2 separate regions of the Callithrix jacchus genome follow, and region 2 is linked to region 1. The links are chromatin contacts, called in public Hi-C maps. All regions are on one chromosome and are shown on one strand. The core of a region is the stretch at or near the end of the contact, and the rest is flanking DNA. Distances in the headings are between cores, read along the strand shown. Region 1 has its middle 22 kb from the start of ITGA5. Region 2 holds the start of ZNF385A (zinc finger protein 385A).

Region 1 (3,163 bases), core at 82-2,581:
CGGGCCTGGTGGCTCATACCTGTACTCCCAGCACTCTGGGAGGCTGAGGCGGGCAGATCACCTGAGGTCGGTTCAAGACCAGGCTGATCAACATGGAGAAACACCGTCTCCTAAAAATACAAAATTAGCCAGGCGTGGTGGTGCATGCCTGTAATCCCAGCTACTTGGGAGGCTGAGGCAGGAGAATCGCTTGAACCTGGGGGGCAGAGGTTTAGGTGAGCTGAGATTGTGCCATTGCACTCCAGCTTGGGCAACAAGAGAAAAACTCCGTCTTGAAAATATTAAAATAAAAAAAAAAATGACATGAACTGTATGTAGTACAAGATGATCCCCAACATTGCCTTAATTCCTTATTGATTCCTTCCCTTTAAAATAAAAATTTGAAAAACATTTAAACGGCCTATTTTAAGTGAAAATCAGACATCCAAAAAATAAAAAAGAAATGACTGCTTCTTACTTAACCTAGTTAAATGATCAGCTGGAAAAGGAGAGTACATTTCTGGATCTGATGTAAATTATTTTCCTAGTGCTGTAATCTCCATGAATTGATATTATTGTGCAGCCTGATCAATTCTGAGGCTATGTATTGACATGGTCCCCATTTCACCAGTAAAGGATTCATTTGAGAGCTGTCGTTATATATATGACCTTCACTTCTGAAGATATGGCCCAGGGACTTTGATGAATAGCTAGCCTATGGTTTCAGCATGGACAAAATGATCGTTAAGGGGTTCTAATGGAATTGTCTTTACTAGTGAGCATGGGAAGAGAATTACTGGTGGATGCGAAAAGAACAGTAGAGGACACCCCCAGTCTCTCCCATATCTGAGTCAGGTGGCAGACAGAGAGATGAGTAAAAGGCAATTCTTTCAGATTTCTTTCCCCTTTCCCTAAAGCTAAAAAGGACCCTATTATCTAACCCCACCTACCTGCTGTTTTCTGTTTATGGGCATAGGAGGTGAATAGAGTTTAACCACCCTATACCCAAGGCAACTGAAGCAGGGAAGTAAGGCTCTCTATCCAACCCCCGAGAGATTTTTTTGATAGAGAAAGCAGTGTATGGGGCAAATTGTACCCAAGTCTCCCTAGGTACCCAGTCTCCCTGAAGAGCCAGTCAATCTGCCCCCATAGCCTCAACAGATTCTGAGAAGGAAGGATTTAACTTTGGGATAAAGGTGGAGTATTGATGAGGTTTTAGACTCCATGCTAGTTCTAAAGAAAAACTGAGACAGTGTTGTCAATCTCCTTGGTGTCCAGTAGGTGGAGATATAGTCTAAGGTTGTCTGGGACTGCAGTGGAAATTTTAGGGCACTAGGTAGCTTCCAGAGTCTTCTGAAGTCTGTGGGGAAGAGGAAGCAGGGAGCCTTTTGGCTTCCTAGTCCACACATCCTAACCTATACATACCTCCCTTCTCTGCCTTCGCTTTCTTAGACACTTTGGCCTGAGACTGAGATACATACCATGTGTGACCTGTCAGTTTCTGGTGTTAGATTAGGGAGGAGTGACACCAAGCACTCTACAGTGTGGGAAGGTTGGGAAGAGGGAGATTACAGAGATGTTTGGAGAACTTTCATGAAGTCCAGGTCCTGTGCTATTCAGCACAGATTCTAGGTTGCCAGTAAGGTGTCCTCCCTTCTGCCAATCTGGAAATGTCAGTATCTTAAATCCTTGGAGGGACCACCCTCCTAAAATTCTCACACATATACAAATCTAAAAGTGACACAGACCAGGAATAGCAGACCAGACAAGATGCAGTATAGGTATTCAGCCAGCCATCTGGCATCCATGGACAGCAGACATCAAGTTAATGCGTCAGTGGACACCCTGCCTGCCAATGGGCACTAGGCCATGGCCACCAGTTGGGTACAATCAGCCTGCCAAGGTGAAGGGCATCCCACAGCATTGTGCCCATCAGCTTCCCTGCCACAAACTGAATGGAGCTTAGAACTGGAGAGACCTCCTGCCTGTGGAGAAATAGACTCACTTCCTCATTGAAAACAACAGGGGAAAGAGAAGCAGGGAAAGGGGGCAATGCTCTATTTTGCCTGAAAATAGTAGCAACGTCTCTTCGTCCTATCCTTGGACAAGAAAAGTCTGGAAATTGACCCTTCCCAACCCAGAATTTGGAAGTTGGGAGTCAGTAGGATTAAATGGAATATATGATAGAAGCTGAGTGAAAGCAAATGTGGCATGATGGAAAGCGCTGATTTGGAATAAAGACACCTGAATTCTTTTTTTTTTTTTTTTTTAAGAGACGGGGTTTCACCATGTTGGCCAGGATGGTCTCGATCTCTTGACCTTGTGATCCACCTGCCTCAGCCTCCCAAAGTGCTGGGATTACAGGCATGTGCCACCACCCCTGGCCAAGACACCTGAATTCTATCCCACATTAGCTGTATGACCTTGGGCAGGTCATTTTCTTTCTCTGAGCCTTGCTTAAAATGAGGACACTGGGCTAGATGACATCTACAATCTTCCTCCTCCAACATCTTCTGTTCAGCTGAGAAGTAATTGACTTTGCCTTGTTGAAGGTGACCCGCAGAACCCCATGTGACCCCATACATAAGCTCTATCTGAGCTAAGGGAACCGAGTACTAACGGAGTGGGGGAAATGAAAGTTCTGAGTTCCCAGTGTCCCTTTCTGATGTCTGTTTCTCACACTGGGACCCACTACAGGGATTTGAATATCAGAGATCCAGATCTCCTAATCTTCTATGTAATGAGAAGGCTGGAGGCTCCAGTCAGCCTTGCAACCAAAAGAATCTAAAACTACTATTTCAAAAAGGAAGTGATGCTCATCTGGGTAATATGTATTATATTAATATATATCAAAGCCAGGCACAGTGGTTCACAACTCTAATCCCAACACTTTGGGAGGCCAAGACAGAAGGATTACTTGAGGCTGGGAGATTGAGACCAGCCTAGGCAACGTCGCATGAGCCCTGTCTCTACCAAAAGTAAAATTAGGCCAGGTGTGGTGGCTCACGCTTGTAATCCCAGCATTTTGAGAAGCCAAGGCGAGTAGATCACCTGAGGTCAGGAGTTCTAGACCAGCCTGACCAACATGGTGAAACCTCATCTCTACTAAAAAACAAAAAATACAAAAATTAGCCAGGCTTGCTGCCATGCAACTGTAATCTCAGCTACTAGGGAGGCTGAGCGG
Region 2 (2,817 bases), core at 188-2,687, 50 kb after region 1:
AGACTTGGTGTCTGAGATCTCTGCCTCTCTGAATCAGAACGAGCCTAAGGCATTGGCACTCCCAGCATTCTCTTGCCCCTGAGCTGGAGTGTCTTGGCAGGTACAGAAACAGGTCTCTTCTTCAAACCAGATTACTAGGGTGAGGGCAAGAGATTGCTGGAGCCCAGAAACAAAAACTCAAACTTCCTGCACCCTAATTGACCATTCAGTCCCAATTTCCCTCCAGAACCCAGGCGGTCTCTTTCCCCTTCCTAAGCCGTTCCAAAACTTCAGTCCCACCACCCTTTCACCAACTTCTTCCCCTCAGCTTCTACCTCCCTAAACTCCAAACGTTCCAGTTCCCACCCACTTTTCCTCTGGTTGGTGTTGGCCTGAAGCTGGCTGTGTGGCATTCTGGGAAATCCTCCTGCCCGCCTCCCTCTTGAGGCAGGTACAGACAGGTCCAGGCTCCGTCTTCCCCAGACATCTGCAGTCTCCCAGACTCCAACCTTGTACAGGGGTCCCTTAAGAATGCCTCCCAGTGGCCTGTGCTTCCTCTCCCTCCTGACATTCTCCCCAGCTCATACATTTTGCCCTACCCTCCATCTTCCCCTCTACTTCACCAAACGTGTGCCCCCGGCATCAGTCCTCCTCAATGGAAGCTCGCCTTAGTGGGCCATGCCTGGATTTAGGCCCTGGATAGATGCTCCCCCACGCCACACCACCCAGATCCAGGTCATCTCTACAAGGTGCCTCAGTTCTGGATCTTCTGTCATCTCCCAGTTTCCTGGGAGATGATCTCGGTTACAAGCTTCCATTTCCACCTCCCCAGGTCCAGAGATTGCAGTCTCTTCGCTGAGACCTTCCCTGAGGACCCAGGCATTCAGACCCCAGCCAGAACTCAACCTGGGATCCATCTTCAACATCCCATTTCACCTCAGAGGCCCAGCACTCAGGCATCCTCCTCCAAAGCCAGAACAACAAACTGGGACCCAAACGATTTCTGCTGCACTTGCCCTGCCCCTGCTCAGCCCATCACTCTGGAGGGAACCAACCTAGGTGTCCCACCCAACCCAAGTCCCATCGCCTCCAAGAGTACTTAGGCACCCTCCCTCTCCCCACCGCCCTTCCACCCCACATCAGCCCAGAACCAGACTTCCCGCCCTCAGACTCAGCCCTTCCCGGGAACCCAGGCATCCTGGTTTCCAGCTTTGTCCATCACCTCACACCGTCTTCTAGACGTCCTGTTCCCCCAGCCCTGGCCGCAGTGACACAGTAAACCCTGGAGGCCCGCAGGCAGCGAGAAGAGGGCGGGAGGAAGCCGGAGGGGCCAGGACGCCCCCTCGCGGAGCCCTGAGTGCCCGGGTCCCCTCCTCCCGTCTTCACCTGCTGCGGGCCCCGCCCCCGCTCCGCCTCGGCCGGCCTCCGCTCCTCCCCGGCTCCTCCCCCCGTACCCCCAGCCCGGCCAGAACGGCCCCCGGGACAGAGCGACGCGGAACCCCGGGCGCCTGGGTCCCCAGCATGATCCTCGGTGAGTGGTCTCTGCGACTCCAGGCTCCCGGCTCCTGGGTTCCTCTCTGTGGGTCACCTACCGCCCCCCCATCTCCCGGCACCGCGGTGACTGCGGCCGCCCGTCAGCGACTGGTTCCCCCTCCCCCTTCATCTGGCTCCACATCTGGGGTCCCCTCTTCCCCTCTTCCCAGGCTGCCGCTGCTCGGGGGAATCTAGGGAGTGGTAAAGCGGGAGGTAGATCGGAGTAAGACCCCCGCCCCATAATTAGAACATTGCGTATTCATGAGGCTCATGAATATTATATGCCAGTCTACGAGAGGCTGGGTGGGGGGGCTGGTCCTGGCCTGGTGGAGTTGGGGGAAAGGTTCTGACCCGTCTCCCGCCCCAGCGTCTTCCCCTACCCTTAGCTTAGACACTCCGGCATCCTTCTGGGCCCAGGATAAGGGGGAAAGGAGGAAGTGGGGGGTGGAAGGAGAAGATGGTGGGTGTAGCTTCGAGGTGAGTGTGGTGGGAGGTGGGAACTGAGGGCCGGAGATAAGAGGGCTGAGCAGAAGAGGGGGTGGGAAACTGTCCATCCAGGGCTCCTGCGGCTCAGATCCTGTCTCCACAGCCATCCTGCCCCAACACGCCAGGACCTGCCCCTCTCTCCCTGCTCTAGCTGCCTGAGTCCCTCCTTCCTGTCTTCCTTCTTCCCCTACACCCCTGCCCTGGGCCGGGGGCACCAGGAGAGACAGGGGCAATGGAGAGGGGAAGGATGGGGGATGGGAACTCCCGCTGGGCTCTGACAGCCCGTCAGCCACAGCCACCCCATCCTCATGACCTACATCATGAAGGGAGCCCCAGGGGTGGGGGAGGAAAGGGCCTAGCTGTGCTGTGGACTCTGCATCAGCTCCGGTTGCAGGCCCCTGCCCTCCACCCTGCCTCCACAATAGTTCACAGGCCTGCTCTGACCTCTGCCCTCCACCCTGGCTAGGCCAGTTTCTGGGATCTGTTTATGGTGGGAGCCCCGCAACCAGGCCCAGACACCTGTGGTCTCCCTGCCCCTGGCTGAGGACACCTGGCTCCATGCTGGTACCGGGGGGCTTAACTGACTCCTGCCCTCATCCCTCTTCTGAGTCCCTCTGCTATTTGTCTTCCTCTCTTTCCTTCTTTCATTTAACTGCCTATTGACTACCTATTGTCCTTCTGCCCTTCCTCCATCTCTTTTTTTCTCCTCCTCCTGTGTGTCCTCAGTCTCTCTGCTGTATGTCTTAGCCCCCTCCACCTGGCACTCCACCTATCCATTGAATGGATGACTGAACAAAGGCATGAATGGCTGGTTGTCTG

The links. A called contact is a pair of places that touch in the nucleus more often than the background predicts.
Region 2: a contact with region 1 is called in a Hi-C map of induced pluripotent stem cells, with 4 times the contacts expected there. The contact joins the promoter of ZNF385A here to the enhancer-like site in region 1. A contact is called at or near these places in 3 of 3 Hi-C or Micro-C datasets (induced pluripotent stem cells and skeletal muscle).

What each region holds. Positions count from the first base shown.
Region 1 is chr9:65,108,465-65,111,627 of calJac240_pri, forward strand. No RefSeq gene overlaps it. Among named protein-coding and RNA genes, the nearest start is that of ITGA5, 22 kb to the right of the region's middle. Within about 2 kb of position 1,332, at least 3 of the 16 cell types and tissues checked have an H3K27ac peak or open chromatin away from gene starts, as enhancers often do.
Region 2 is chr9:65,158,557-65,161,373 of calJac240_pri, forward strand. It overlaps ZNF385A (zinc finger protein 385A), which reads left to right and starts at 1,438. Exons shown (of 8, transcript XM_002752556.6): 1 at 1,438-1,510. The coding sequence starts at 1,501.